Linked DNA regions of Gossypium hirsutum: region 1 is linked to region 2. A link is a contact called in public Hi-C data. All regions are on one chromosome and are shown on one strand. The core of a region is the stretch at or near the end of the contact, and the rest is flanking DNA. Distances in the headings are between cores, read along the strand shown.

Evidence for each region. Hi-C and Micro-C count contacts between places; a contact is called where the count stands out from the background.
Region 1: a Hi-C map of leaf shows a contact between it and region 2, with 1.5 times the contacts expected there. The contact joins the enhancer-like site here to the promoter of LOC107928752 in region 2. A contact is called at or near these places in 4 of 34 Hi-C or Micro-C datasets (anther, hypocotyl and leaf).

What each region holds. Positions count from the first base shown.
Region 1 is chrD11:56,715,132-56,722,864 of Gossypium_hirsutum_v2.1, forward strand. It overlaps the pseudogene LOC107928715. Among protein-coding and RNA genes, the nearest start is that of LOC121223833, 7.6 kb to the right of the region's middle. Within about 2 kb of position 6,225, at least 6 of the 9 cell types and tissues checked have an H3K27ac peak or open chromatin away from gene starts, as enhancers often do.
Region 2 is chrD11:56,642,451-56,649,837 of Gossypium_hirsutum_v2.1, forward strand. LOC107928752 (bifunctional TH2 protein, mitochondrial) reads left to right here and starts at 3,145. Exons shown (of 6, transcript XM_016860008.2): 1 at 3,145-3,594; 2 at 4,425-4,533; 3 at 5,154-5,444; 4 at 5,566-5,980; 5 at 6,079-6,342; 6 at 6,471-7,030. The coding sequence starts at 3,269. The coding sequence ends at 6,886.

The DNA of each region.
Region 1 (7,733 bases), core at 4,975-7,474, 76 kb after region 2:
ATACCGATTAAGGGATCCTCAAGCCTACTCAAGTGAAGAACTTGGTGTATGTCCTCCACCTTGGTGGTACAAAAGACATAGTCACTCATGGTAGGGATATCATTCCCTTGTACTTTTCTTTCCCCATTTCCAGGTTTTATAGAAAGACCCTTCATGGATACAATGCAAATAGAAAACAAAAGGAAAAGGCAAATAAAGAAAATCAAATTTCTAAAAGAAAAGGAAGGAAAAACTTACCCAAAGTAAAAAAAAAAGAATTCCTAATGGTTTTTGGAAAATAAAGAGCAAAAAAAAAAATACAAGCATTAGGGGAAAAACTCAAGAAGCATGAAAGTGCAAACCATAAAGCTTCAAATCTTATATTCATAAATAAGGAAATGATAGGATGTTAAAATGACAAAAGGAAAGTAACTCTTGGAACCAGTGTAATTATTAGTCAGTTAAATGACACCATGCTAAAAATAAGCAATTATGCCCATTAAAGGCATAATTTCGAAAGAACCACACAAGTAATCATTGTATCCCAACATTGGTATTTTAAACAACAACAGTCTCTGCCATTTCCAACCGGACATTGCCCATGCACCATATGATGATAGTTTCAAAGTAACTTGCTTTATATGTTCCTCTTTAATTAGGGGAAATTATTATACCCTTACGCCAGAACATCCTTTACACCTTAAGAATAAAGCTTATGCCATTATAGCTACTTAGGGATGCATCTGTAGAACACCATCAATGACAACCATCACAATGGCTCTAATCTCATTTAATGATCTCAACTCCCCAGGCTCACCAACCCCTAGGAAAGTTACATCCAACCTACTTCCCAAGCTCACCAACTGTCAAAAAGGTCATATCTAGTCTACACCCTAAACCTAGCCTAAGGTTGGACTCTATTTGAAAGTCATCAAGAGATGAGGGCCCACTCTATTTCATTCTCCATCTATAAATACCTCATCCTCCAAAAAGAATGACAGATAAGCACATAGTATTGAAACTTTGCTCTAATATTGTCTCAACCTTCTTCAACCATCTAACTAAATTGCTCTTTGCACTACTCACGATGTAATCATCTTCAACAAAATTACTCTCCGCACCATATATAGTGTGGATTGCCTTCATTTATAATGCCTAAAACCTTTTATAACTTTGATTTTATAACACAATTAATAGATATTTAATTTAAAATTTTATTATTATTTAAAAATAATTCACTTAATAAATTACGTTTTTAAATAAAAAGTAATACGTCAACTTGCTTTTGCTATAAAATTAAACTTTTTCTCCCTCAAACAATTTGGTGGATTAATTCATCAAATTTGAAGAATATTCAGCATCTCTCCTAAAGATGGTTACAAGTTGGGATTCGGATTGACAACCTTTTCAATAGCACGCTATAACCTTATATATATATATATAAAGCTTTTTATTAAGTTTAATCCCCAGTTATGGATGGTACTATAAAGTTTGAAAGTGGACAGTGGCAATAATTAATGATCTGAAACATCCTTTATGGAATATTTGCTTCTTAATTCTTTGGTGGATTGTCTGGTTGTCATAAATGTTCTTTAGTACATAACTGAAAGCAATATTACAGCCTTACTTTAATGGAGCTTTGTAACCTTTAAAATTTCATTTCACTTTTGTCAAAAATTGCTTTTGTTAGGTACATTAGGCAATCCATGAGGTGGGATTTATTTATTTGTTTATTTATAATCAAGGTTTGCAGCAGGGCAGGTGGAATATCTTAAGCAAACTCTGCTGGCTTCCAGAAAAAAAATAACAATAATACTCAGCTTTGTCAAAAGCTTTTTGTATAAAATTTACAGGATAAATTAAAGATAAAGTTTTCGTTTTGATCATTTAACTAAAAAAATTATAATTTAATTATTGAATTATTTGAAAACTTTCATTTAAGTCACTAAATTATTCAAAAAATTTTATTGAAATCACTAGCCTGTTAAGTTTTTTTTAAGAAAAAGTTCAATTTGCGAGATCCAAGCGACGATTCCACGATCAATACGATAGATCAATATTCATCAACGAGTAGAAGAACATACATTAAATCCAAATCGATCTAACGGCTAGTATCAGAAATCAGAGAAAAAAGTTGTTTGAATTTTAGTTTACAGGTTCATTATATCTAAAGCTATTTCATGAAAAAAAAATTGAATTGTAGAACAAAAGGGGAAAAAGATCTTTAAATTGGTGTAGACAATGTGAATAAAGAAAGCAATAAAACATCAATTTTAACAGCCCAACAACTTAAACTTAAATGAAAACCTTTAAATAGTTCAATGATTAAATTGTAACTTTTTTTTTTAGTTAAGTAACCAAAACAAAAACTTAGCATATAAGTAATTTGGTTGGCATCAACATTATCTCAATGTAAGAAAAGAAGGATTTGAACATGCTAAAATGTTTTATCCTCTATTTAAGAGTTAAAGAAAGTTATGCCTATAAGTAATTCTAAGGATGGTATAAATACAATTATCCAAAAAGATCTTTGTAATTTGTAAGTTGATGAGAATCACTGTATTTTGTATTCCATGTCATCAAAATTTAAGGTTGTTATTCGTTAATCGAATCCAAATTTGGGTTAATGGAATCATTGGTGAAGCAGCAAAAAAATTTACATTAAAATCTTCAATTTCTCGGATAATCTTTATCCCGTATCCTTGTAGAAAAATTCCCTTGGCAGAGTTCCAAAATATATGGCCTTAATTTCCATGGTTTCAAATGATTGTACCTTCAACCAATTTGTCAAATATAAGGTTTGCACTAGCATCCATCTTCATGACATTTTGGACCGTCAAACTGTTTCCATTCTTTATTTGCTGACTTTGGCAAAACATTGGAAACTTAATCCAATTGTTTTCAATCCATGAACAGATCTAATCATTATTTTCAAAGATGACAAGAAATGATCAAAGATCAATGATGCATGAGTTGAGTAGGGGCAGGAAAAGGAATACTTAATTTCAAACGTGTGTGAAAGTACTGAACCGAAAGAATGATGTTACAACAAACACCTAGTATAGAAAATTTGTTTTTATAATTTGACAATTTTCTGCAATATTCTACAAATTAATTGTTGTGATTGTATGTTAAATAAAATGCAACATTAAAAGGAAAAATGTAGTGGTGGTAAGTACCATGAACAATTTTGAAGCCTTCTATCAACATAAGAAACATTCCCTCGATTGCGTGGTGTCCCGGTCTTCACAACCTTTCAAGAATGACCTAATTGCAAGATGCTCCGAAGCATATGTCATAAAAGATGCTAATATAATCCCTCCGACTACCATTAGACCCAACCTGGTATGAAAATGTCATGGACCATGAAAATTAATCAGACTGATTTGAGAACATTTTAAAGAATTTCAAACATTTGATTCAACGGTTTAACACCCAAAACCATGTCGACAAGTACACACGAAGAAACAAAGCCGGCAACCTGCAACTTATTCTTTTCCCTTTTCCTTTTTCAGATTTGAACAAACTGTCTTTTAAAAATGTTCGGAGAAAACAAGGATATACCACTAGAAATTACCTCAAGAACAGAGCGGTGATCCCGAAAATACATGGCAAGGATGGGGCCACAATAACCAGAAAGGCCATCCCTAACCCGTAGTACCAAGAAACAATATCACAAGAGGATGCCTGTAGATGATCTAAAAAGGAACATACAAGTCTTGTAAACCAACAGTATTAGACGAATATGAAAAGAGAACTCACATTGTATTTTATCATGACTATGTACAATATTTTATGTATTTGTTCCAAGTAAATAAACCTTTTTTAGGATCGGAATTAAACAAATCTGTATCAGCAGAAACTGGGGTCAGTTGCGTCACTATTCTCCTTCCCCGCTGATAAATCAAATGAAGAAAAGCTCCAAACAAAAGAAAGAAGATTGTAAACGTCCACTCATTGTGGAGGCACAATTGCGATAGAAATTCCAAGGGACACCACAGCAGCCATAAAACATACAAAAACAGAAATGCCACCCAGGTAGACAGGCACCTTGGTCTGTGAACCATTATGAAACAGGATAACGTTACATCAAAAAAAAAAAGAAGAGAAGAAATAACAATTCACAGCATATTTCCATAGACTGATTATGAACCAGAAAGAATTCAGCTTAAAAGATGAAGGAACCTAACTGGATTATTAACATTAATGTTAGATGATGAAGATACACCACTGTAAGCAACTGTTCCACTTGATCTAATTATGAAGTAAAGGTGTCTGATGTGATTGCATAATGAAGTTCTGAAAAGAGAGCCCCCTGTCTGCACCAAAAAACTGATATGGTTTGGGAACAGGACAGCACACATCTATGCATTGATTTAGAAAAAGTAAAATAATTTGTATCCACTAACCTGAAGAAAAGAACGATAGTAACAAAAGACAAGAACACAGAAAGGTAACAGGAAAGGAATTTGACCAAAAGCTCATCATTCGGATTTTTGCCTCCTCCAGTACCAATGAGGGTTTCTTCAAGTCGTTCCCTAACATTCTACAGAATTAGCAAATAAATCACATTTGGCAGTTGTCCTAACATTCAGAGCTTTTAATATAAATTTGCCAATGAGTCGATATACCTGCCAGACATCAACCAGTTTTAATAGCCAAGATGAAGTTCACTCTCATCTACCATCCACTGAGAAAGAAGACATCAAGAAATCAGGATACTTATCAGAAAATAATAACTTAGTTTCTGTTTTTTGTTTTTGCATAAAGTCTCATCACTTTATAGTGAAAAAGATGTCCTGAAAATCAAAGAAAAGAATTGAAACAAATCCTTGTGATCTAAAAACAAGAGAAAGCCACAAAAGTCTGTCATCATAATGTATGTAACAGTACCTTGTTGGCAAGCATGTAAAGCCCAACATCTGCATTGTATAGAGTAGAGAGTTGCTCCATCTCAGGAACAGGTCGGACTTTCAACACCTCCTGAGGTATATTAGGGTCAAAAACATGGGAATTTGGGAAACCAGAGTAATAAGAATTCAGAAATCCCTGATCTCCTCCAGTATAAGATGGCAAAGTATTCACTTTGCTCATCATGTCATTGAAAACAGCCTCAGATGGTTCAACTACCATGACTCCTGAATTTAGCCTCTCAGAATGCTTCAAATTTGCACAGAATTTCTCACATTTAAAAAGATCTTCAATGCTTTTGACTACTATAGTATCTGCATCAAGATATACAACTGCACAAGCAAACTCCAACAGTGAAACACTGCAACTCACCAGAAGAAACATAAACATAAAAGGAATAATGGACTAAAACACAACTAGAATAGCTAACAATAGAAGAGATGCAAGAAAACCAATAGAAGATACTTACAGGAAACATATTTCTTGTTCTAGATTTTACTCTTTAAGAAAGAGAACTTTTCAGGATACGGGTGTTCTTTTATGCAATAAATGGGTTAGCAAATCACAAGCTGCTACCAAATTAGGTGCAAACTTTTAAATACATTCATTTAAAATTTTCCAACCTTATTGGAGTTACTTTGGAGGGCTTCTGTACATTTAAATTTGCTCATTACTTAGATGGTCTCATGTTATTCACATCGCATTGAATTTATGCTCTGCAGTACATCAAATATAAGCTAAAACTCTATCCATCCATTGTCCTATCTACCAACGAAAATGAACCATAAACAGAACTCCAGAAAAAAGAAGTTTTACCTTTTTTGTAGTTAGTCATATTAAAAATTTTCAATTTGGTATAAACACCCCAAAACCTCTTTGGCCGAACTTGATTTGGATTCACCAATAAACTAATATTCTCCACTATCCAACCATCAGCCTGCTCAATTAACCACCATTGCAAAATGAAAAATGAAGTTAAAACAAATGTTAAAAATTCAAACTTCAGTTTATTATGCCGAAAGAGCAATGCCAAGACTTTTTATAAATTTTGTCAGTGAACTAACAGAGCATTAACTGTAAAGCCAATAATTACAGAGCATCAATAAATATCATTTTTGTGGTTTTTTTCAAAAAATTATAAAGTAACCGACTGTGAGGATCGTAATTTTCTATGAAAATATGGAAATAAATATAAAAGTAAAGGGATCGCCAAATTGTAACCTCGAGAAGCTTCTTGGCGTAATCGGAGACGCCGTCGGAGACCAAAACAACCATCTCTTTAGTTGATCCAGTGTCCCTTATCGACTTTCAAAAACCCTAACTCCCAAAAGGAACCCATCTCCATAAAGCAGCGTCACGCAAGCTTGTTTCGATGAATATTGAGCTTTAGCCCCCAAAGCCAACTTGGATTGGATCGTAACCAGAAGAACTAGAAACAGGATCCAGAGTTTTGGGAATTTCATAGTATTTATTTGCTCGAGATAATGATCCAGATTTTCTCGAGAAGCAACAAAAAATTCGGTTTCTTTTCACTTGTGTTGGATCGAAGGAAGCTCTAAAAGTTTATGAATGCAGTGGCGGTTTGGTGGAGCAGAAGCTTCTTCCTTTCTGTATTTTTTTCTCTCTCTCATTTTAGTTGTCAAACATTGGAAATATTTTAACAAGGGATAGTATACCATTTGGTATACCATTTGGTACCTAATATTTTAATATTTAATTTGGTACTTGAATATTTTAATGATCAATTTAGTATCTGAGTTTGTTCAATTTGATACTTCAATATTTTTTATCTCATTTAAGCATATGAGTTTCAGTTTAATGTTATGTTTGCTACTCTAGCATTTTTTATGTCCCAAATTAAACATTAAAACAAAAAGAATACCAAATAATATTTTAGTCCTTTATCAAAAAAGGTTAAAATTAAAGTTTTGTTTTATTTTTTCTATTTTTTTTAAAAAAAAAGTTACATTATTTTATCATTATTTTTTAAAGCTTTCACTGAATTGTAATATCACTTGCAATTCCATCCCTTTTATGTCATTTACATCTTAAGTAAATTATAGCAAAATGTACAAGTTTGCATATGAACCTAAAATATTATATTTAATAATTTATCATTTCATTTCAATTAAAACCCTCATTTGTTTATTATTTTAATTTTTTATAATATATTTGTTATATAATTTTTTTGTCATAACATAAAACTAGTAAAAAAATTAAATAAAAATATTAGTTAATTATGTTTTCTTAATTAAAAAAATTTATTCCCATGTGTTAAGGGTAGGAATCAACAAGGGAGGATCATGATGGTTTCTAATGGTTCACCTAGCTAAATGTGATGTGGAGAGTCATTGTGGACAGTGGTCAGAAGGGTAGATGGAAAAGAAGGGCGTAAAGTCAGGAATAAAGGAGAGAGAGAGCGATTCAGTCTTCAAATTTGGGAGTCATTGTTGGTTATATAAGGTGGGTTGTAATCGTGAGGAGTCACCTGTCTTAGTATTATTGGTGACTGGGGGTGATTATAGTAGTTGGTCGACCATGGTAGGTTTGGGCTTAGGTGTGGCTGTTAGGGTGGCGATTGGACAAGCTGCCAATCGTGTTAGAAGAATTAGTGTCTGGCGATTGGTGTCATAAATGATGGTTTTGTGGGGTCCACACATGGTTTATGTGCAAGTATGCCTAGAGCAAGGGGTTCTCATATCGTGGTTGAGCAAAGTGTTAGGCGAGGAGTTCGCACATTCAGTACTTCGGAAGGTGAAAAATGAGGAGTTTTCCCGATGTGTGGATTTGGTTCTCGAGGAGTGGCATTCTGGGTATATTTTTTAGGGTGTTGACCCTAATCC
Region 2 (7,387 bases), core at 1,895-4,394:
ACCTTAGGGAAATGGTTTCTTGTAATTTTAGTCAACATACATGTATTGCATTTTTCAATATTATTATTAAAAACAGGAATTAAATCTAATTTATACATGTCATTCAATTTTTTATAATTCAAATGACCTAATCTATAATGCCACAAAAAAAAAACATTCAACCATATAAGCAGAAATAGTATTTTTATTCTTATTAATAATATTGAGTTTGAACATGCTCTCATACATATACCCTTTCCCCCTAAAATTCCTCCCTTAGACAAAATAAACTTATCTGCCTCAAAAACAAGTTTGAAACCAAACTTATTCAACAAACTTCCAGACACTAAATTCTTCCTAACTTCTGGTACATAATATACATCATTTAAGGTTAAAACCTTTCCAGAAGCGAATTGTAGTTCAACAGACCCTTTGCCTTTAATTGCTGCGGTGGAAGAATTTCCCATGTACAAGACATTGTCATTTTCACATTGTGTGAACATTGTGAACATGCTTTTGTCGTTGCAGACATGTTTGGTTGCTCTGGTATCAATCCACCATGTATTATCATCTTGTGCCACATTAATTTCAGATATCATTGCAACGAACTTTTCGTTATTATCAGCCTTAGAAGATGATTTCTTCTTTAAAAATCAACATTCATTCTTGAAATGTCCCGGCTTTCCACAATGATAGCATGAACCCTTTTGTTTCTTTTTGAACTTAGGTGCTCTATCAGTCTGATTGAACTTTCTCTTGAATGGTTTAGTAGTCTGTACTTCCTCCGTAACATGTACTTTGGCATTTTCAGAATTTAGGTTCTAATCTTGTTTTCGATACTCTTCTTCAATACGAAGATGATTTGCCAAAGCCTCAAGAGATATTTCCTCTTTTTTATGTTTTAGACTTCTTTTAAATTCTTTCCAAGATGGAAGAAGTTTGTCTATTATGGTGGATACCACAATCATTTCATCCATTTTCATATCATATTTCTTAAATTGATTCAGCATCTTTTCAATATCACGAAATTGTTCCATAACAGAACGACCATCAACCATTTTATAATTATTGAAACGATTGGCAAGAAATTTCTTACTTGTAACATCTTTAGTCATGTATCTTGCCTCCAATTTGTCCCATAATTCTTTAGCGGTGACCTCATTTTGGTAGGTGTCTAACAAACCATCAGATAAACCATTCAATATGTGGCTCATGCACATGTAGTTAGCATTGTCCCATTTTTGTCTTTCTCGGGTTGCAGCAACAGATTTGTTTTCATTCTCTTCAGGTCTTGGAGTATCCAAAACATAAGCAATCTTCAAAGTTGATAATAAGAAGTGCATCTTTTTCTGCCATCGTCGAAAATTGCCACCATCAAACCGATCAAGTTTAACAAATTTAGAAGCCAACTCCCTTAGTGTTCCACTTTCATGTGTTGTGGTAGTCATAATGAATTATAACCTTAAAATTGTTAGTTCAAAACTCTGGTAAGGAAAATCTCGAACACACGATCGAAACTCAAACAGAAAAAGAAGAAATAGGACAGGCTCCAAGGCGTGTATCAAGCCACTATCTTTAAGGTTATATTCGCCCCCACCTACCTTCGGTGTGCAAATGAGTTCCAAGCAAATTAACCTCGAGGATACAATGAAGCCAATGACTATTTGCGTTTTGCACTGACGAGAATAGTCCACTATGCACTGAGCAATGTATAACAAAAACTCAATTTCTACAAAGGATTTCTGCAGTAATACTTTATAGAATAATCTAATAATATTAGAAAATGAAGGAAGGAAAGAAAGAATATTAGAATTTGTTGATATGATTTCCAAATGAAATCCCATTCCTATTTATAGGAATTTTCATGTCTCTTCATAGAGACATCTTTCAATAGGTGTATTTATGAATAAATAAATAATAATTATTCATTTAATTTTGTAACTATTCAAATAATATTTTTTGAATACTTATAATTCTTTTTTAAAAAATCAAATGATATAACTTTGACCAATGACCAAAAATTTTATCTTTTGATTAATTACACACATTCATTTATAGTTATTAGGATACTATAAATATTTAAAAATGTTCCAACAAGGTATAGGGTGTTGCACCTTCCTCCCTTAGCCAACAACTCGTAGAAGCCATTGTACACTAGAGAGTTTCCTTAAGTAAAATACCTCATTCCATAACTAGCACCCTACTTTTATGAATAATTTTAATCAAACAGAAACTTTTACCATGGCCAAGTTGTCCACACAAGAAACAATAAAGCATAAGATTCTCATATTGGAAATGAGCATAAAGCTAACATTTTTGCAAAACAACAAAATTTTTTCATTTTTCAACGAACTACGACCATCCACTCTTAAATGAATAAGCATTAAATTTCGAATTTCACGAGAAATAGACTTTGCATTAAAATCAATAAACTTCCCAATGAAATTCCTTATTGTCTTGCCATGACATGAGACATTAAGCCACGGGGAAGATCATGAACCTTCAGCCCAAAATCTACAAAATATAGTGAAACTTGCAAATGATCCTCGCCATCCTCCAATCTATAAGTTACTGGAGGTGGTTATTGAACGTCCATAAACCCCCATTTACCACCCTATCAATATCCACCTCATAATAAAATTGGAAGAGAAAATGCTTCTCACCCAAATATGTGATAAAAACACCTCCTAATAGATGCCAAATATTTGTCAATGTAGTGAGTATTGATTGAAAAACACTCAAGAGAAGGCATCCAAAGAAACAAAACTCATAACTAGAAACCAATTCATCCTCCTCCAAATTAAGTTGCCAGGCCTCTTCTTCACCACCGTTAGTAGTAAGACCAGCAATTTTGCTTTCCATAAAGAAAATCCTAATCAAACCGGAGGAAAGAAATGAAAAAGAATATTTTTAATAGAACATGCTACAAGAGCAGATTATATTATGTCTTATGACACATCAAATACAAATAATAATCTTTATCGAAATGCTATTCACAACTAAGATCCATATTGAAAATCAAATGAAAAAGCTTGGGGGTTTTATCTAGTTGCGAATTGAGAAGAAAAAAAGTAAACAATAAAAAAGAATACTAAATATGGTACAGACAGATAAAATTATAGATATGTAGTATAAATGTCCATAATAAATTAAAGAAACAATTTCCTTTTTCACATCAAAACAAATAGATAAAATAAAACACATTCCCTCCCTTTTCACACACTCTCCGCTCCTTTCCTCCGCCATTACTACCAAAAGCAACTGCCATCTCCCCTCTTCTCTTTCCTTGATGCGCTTACTCTTTTCTTCTTCTCCCCACCCGATCCCAACTCTCTTCCGACTCGCCCGATCCCACCGCCCAGTCTGCTCATCGCCACCTCCACCTACTTGGAGATCGTCCAATCCAATGGCGATCCTTCCAAAGTCCTCGGCTGCTGCTGTTATCCCCTCAGAGGAGCGTCTAGCGACAAGGTTCTGGATCAAGTATCGTAGGGAATCCGTGCTTTCTCTTTACTCGCCTTTTGCTCTTTGTTTGGCTTCTGGGTCTCTCAAGATCGAAACTTTTCGTCATTATATTGCCCAAGATGTACACTTTCTCAAAGCCTTTGCTCATGCGTGAGTCCTTTTTTTTTCGCTTTGTTTTTATTTCGCCTTTTTGATGGATTTTTCATTCTGGGTTTTATTTGTTTTGGCGAATGTGTTTTTGGGTTTATATGCATTTTTTTTTCTTTTTTGTTTGATTTATTTGCTTATTTTGTATTATTGTATAGTTGCTTATATAAGAAGATGGAAGGGAATTGAAATCACAATCTTAGATTTTGTTTATGGAGATTGATTTTTGCCCGTGTTTAGATGCATCGAATTGAAAATTGACGAAAATTGAAGAATAGGCATAACCATTTTATCCTTTGGTATTGTCCTATTGGTGCATGCTTCTGCATCCTTGCTGATATTCTGTTTGAAGGAAATGATCATGGTTTTTGCTTTGACTTGTTGGGTTGCGAAAAGTGAGAGTTTGAGATCGAGATCGTCCTTTTTTTGCAACTCTGTTCATGTCTGAGAGTTACATTTCTATAATGAGATTGTTATAGCTAACTTCAACCCGCTTCCTAGTTTTGGTTGCTGAGAAAGTGTAGGAGAAGAAGATGAATGTAACTTTAATTTCTAATTGCCACTTGGTTGCTTAAGTAATTATTCCGATGTTTATTTTCTTTTCTTTGTGTCAACTTTCTCAGCAACCAATTGGAGGGTTATATGGTTATTATTTGGGGAAAAAGTAATTATATTGCTTGAGGTGAGTTTCAGTTTCCAGAATTTAAATTGACATGTAGTGGTAAGTTAAAAGAATATTTTGTTCTCTTAGCTAGTTTTAGTTAGAACTGCCTTGTGTTGTTTTTATGTAGGTCCGTAATTGATTTCTTGTTTTTTTCTGATCTGGGTTGTAGATATGAATTGGCAGAAGACTGTGCTGATGATGATGATGCTAAGTTAGCGATCTCAGAGTTAAGGAAGGGTATATTAGAGGAGCTAAAAATGCATAATTCTTTTGTACAGGTATGGTAAAAGGATTCTTCTTTTCCATTGCTTAGTAAATGCTCAATTATTGGAAAGTTAAGATAAAAAATGGAAATTAAATCTCATCCTTTGCCATTGCTTAGAGATTTTATAAAACATCTGATCACCAAGTATTTGATATATTGGTGTCTAGGAGATGTCAACATAGGTCCAACTGGCATATGATATCATCTCCAATAGAACTTTATGCATGAGTTTTTGTACATTGCTTGGAAATCATTTTCCTTTTGATTCTTTCTTTCTGACGATATAGATGGCTAGCGTGTGAAATGTGCAGTTTTCTACATGGATGACAATTTCCAATTGGATGAGGGTTGGACTTTGATATTATAATTCCAGTAATCCATCAGTCAGAGAAATCTTATAAAGAGACTTGAGGAATTAATCATACTTTTTAATTGAATAATTACTATCTGCTTTGTTAGCTCTCTAAGATGGGTCACTTATTGGTCTGAATTACTATCTTAAAACAAATTGTAAGGCTTCTTAGCTCTCTAAGATAGGTCACTTAATAATCTGAGTGTCTCTTTAGTTCTTGTCTCTTTAGTTCTTGTCTTGTTAAAGGGTATGTTATTGGTCTGAATGCTGGAGTTCTGCAGGAATGGGGTTCTGACTGTGTCAACGAGAGCCCTGTCAATTCTGCAACTTTGAAGTATACAGAATTCTTGCTGGCAACAGCTTCTGGGAAGGTTGAAGGACTAAAAGCTCCAGGAAAACTCGCCACTCCATTTGAGAAAACAAAAATTGCAGCTTACACTCTAGGTGCCATGACGCCTTGCATGAGGCTGTATGCCTTCTTGGGCAAGGAGTTCCAGAGACTTCTAGAACCCTATGAGCACAACCACCCATACAAAAAGTGGATTGAGAATTATTCTTCTGAAAGTTTTCAGGTATGGTATTGATTACATTCATTGTTTTTAGTGGTCAACTTGATTGTAGTCTCAGAGCTAAAATCTTTAAATAAATTTCCCTTCAAATCGCACAGCTCAACTATTGATTCTTTGAATTTAGGCATCAGCTCTGCAAACCGAAGACTTGCTGGATAAACTTAGTGTCCCTTTGACTGGCGAGGAACTAAACATCATTGAGAAACTTTACCACCAGGCAATGAAACTTGAAATAGAGTTCTTCTATAGTCAACCTCTTACACAGCCTACTATTGCTCCTCTGACTAAGCAGCATGACCCTGAACAAGATCATCTTATGATATTTTCTGATTTTGATCTTACTTGCACAGTTGTTGATTCATCTGCCATTTTGGCAGAGATAGCAATAGTAACAGCCCCAAAACCTGATCAGAACCAACCGGCAAGTCAAATTGCTAGGATGTCATTTGCTGAGTTGAGGAACACCTGGGGTCTACTCTCCACACAATACACAGAAGAGTATGAACAATGCATAGAAAGCATTTTGCCTTCTGAGAAAGGTACAATTCTTAACTATGTGTAATCTTCAAAAAAAGTGTCTGGATAACATTGAAATTAGTTTCTTTATATTGATTTTATACTTCCTATGGTTTTACAGTGGAGTTCAACTATGAAACTTTGCATAAAGCACTTGAGCAACTCTCAGACTTTGAGAAAAGGGCAAATTCTAGGGTGATTGAGTCAGGGGTACTTAAGGGCCTAAACCTTGAAGACATTAAACGAGCCGGTCAAAGGCTGATTCTTCAAGATGGTTGCATTAGCTTCTTTCAGAAAATCACAAAGAATAAAAGTCTTAATGCCAATATCCATGTTCTTTCTTATTGTTGGTGCGGTGATCTCATCCGGACAGCTTTTTCTTCAGGTAGGTTTGTTCTCTCCCAATAGCTCTCTTTCTGAGTGTGATGTGATTCAACTATTTAATGTCTCTTGAAAACTGAATGTCTGAATTTATCCCTTGACCATTAATACTGAGAAATTTTGTTGAGACAGGAGGCGTGGATGTTTTGAACATACACGCAAATGAATTCAATTATGAAGAATCAATATCCACAGGCGAAATTGTTTGGAAAGTACAGTCCCCTATCGACAAGATTCAAGCTTTCAATGATATCTTACAAGATTGTAGCAATGAGAGAAAGAAGTTGAGTGTTTACATAGGAGACTCAGTAGGGGATCTGCTGTGTCTGGTGAAGGCAGATATAGGGATTGTGATAGGATCAAGTTCAAGCCTAAGGAAAGTTGGGAGTCAATATGGTGTTTCATTTGTCCCATTGTTCCCAGGCTTGGTTAAGAAACAGAAGGAATTTGGTGAAGGAGCCAGCCCTTGTATTTGGAAGGGGCAATCTGGAATTCTTTACACTGCTTCTAGTTGGGATGATATTCACGCCTTCATTTTGGGGTGGTAGAATTTATTATTTTATTCTTATTATTATCATCTTGTTATTAGTTTAGGACAAGTGAAGCAATTATTTTCTTTTCTTTTATACAAGTGACTGATTTACAATCAGAGCAAGGTGCAGCAATCCAAAATGAAAACCTGTTTGATGGTATTGGGCAGCTGCCATTGGAATCCTTAAAAAATGACAATATTATGTAATTATTTTTTAGGTATATTTTAAAAAATTAATTACAAAAATGAAACGTGAAGGTTTTTTATTCTCGTTTATGAAGTTTTTCAAAAATATTATTGTTAGTCAATGTATCAAAATAAATCATTATTGCAAGTAGTATCTCATTTTAACTTTGAATAGAGTATTATTTTCATAGAAAAAGCTTCAAATGACCATATATTACGTTTGTAGGTTTAGTATGCAGTGTATAACGTTTGTAGGTATTGTATACATTGTACGTTATACAAACTTAAACAGGTTATCGATTGAGTTTTAGTTCGATTGACATTAACATTG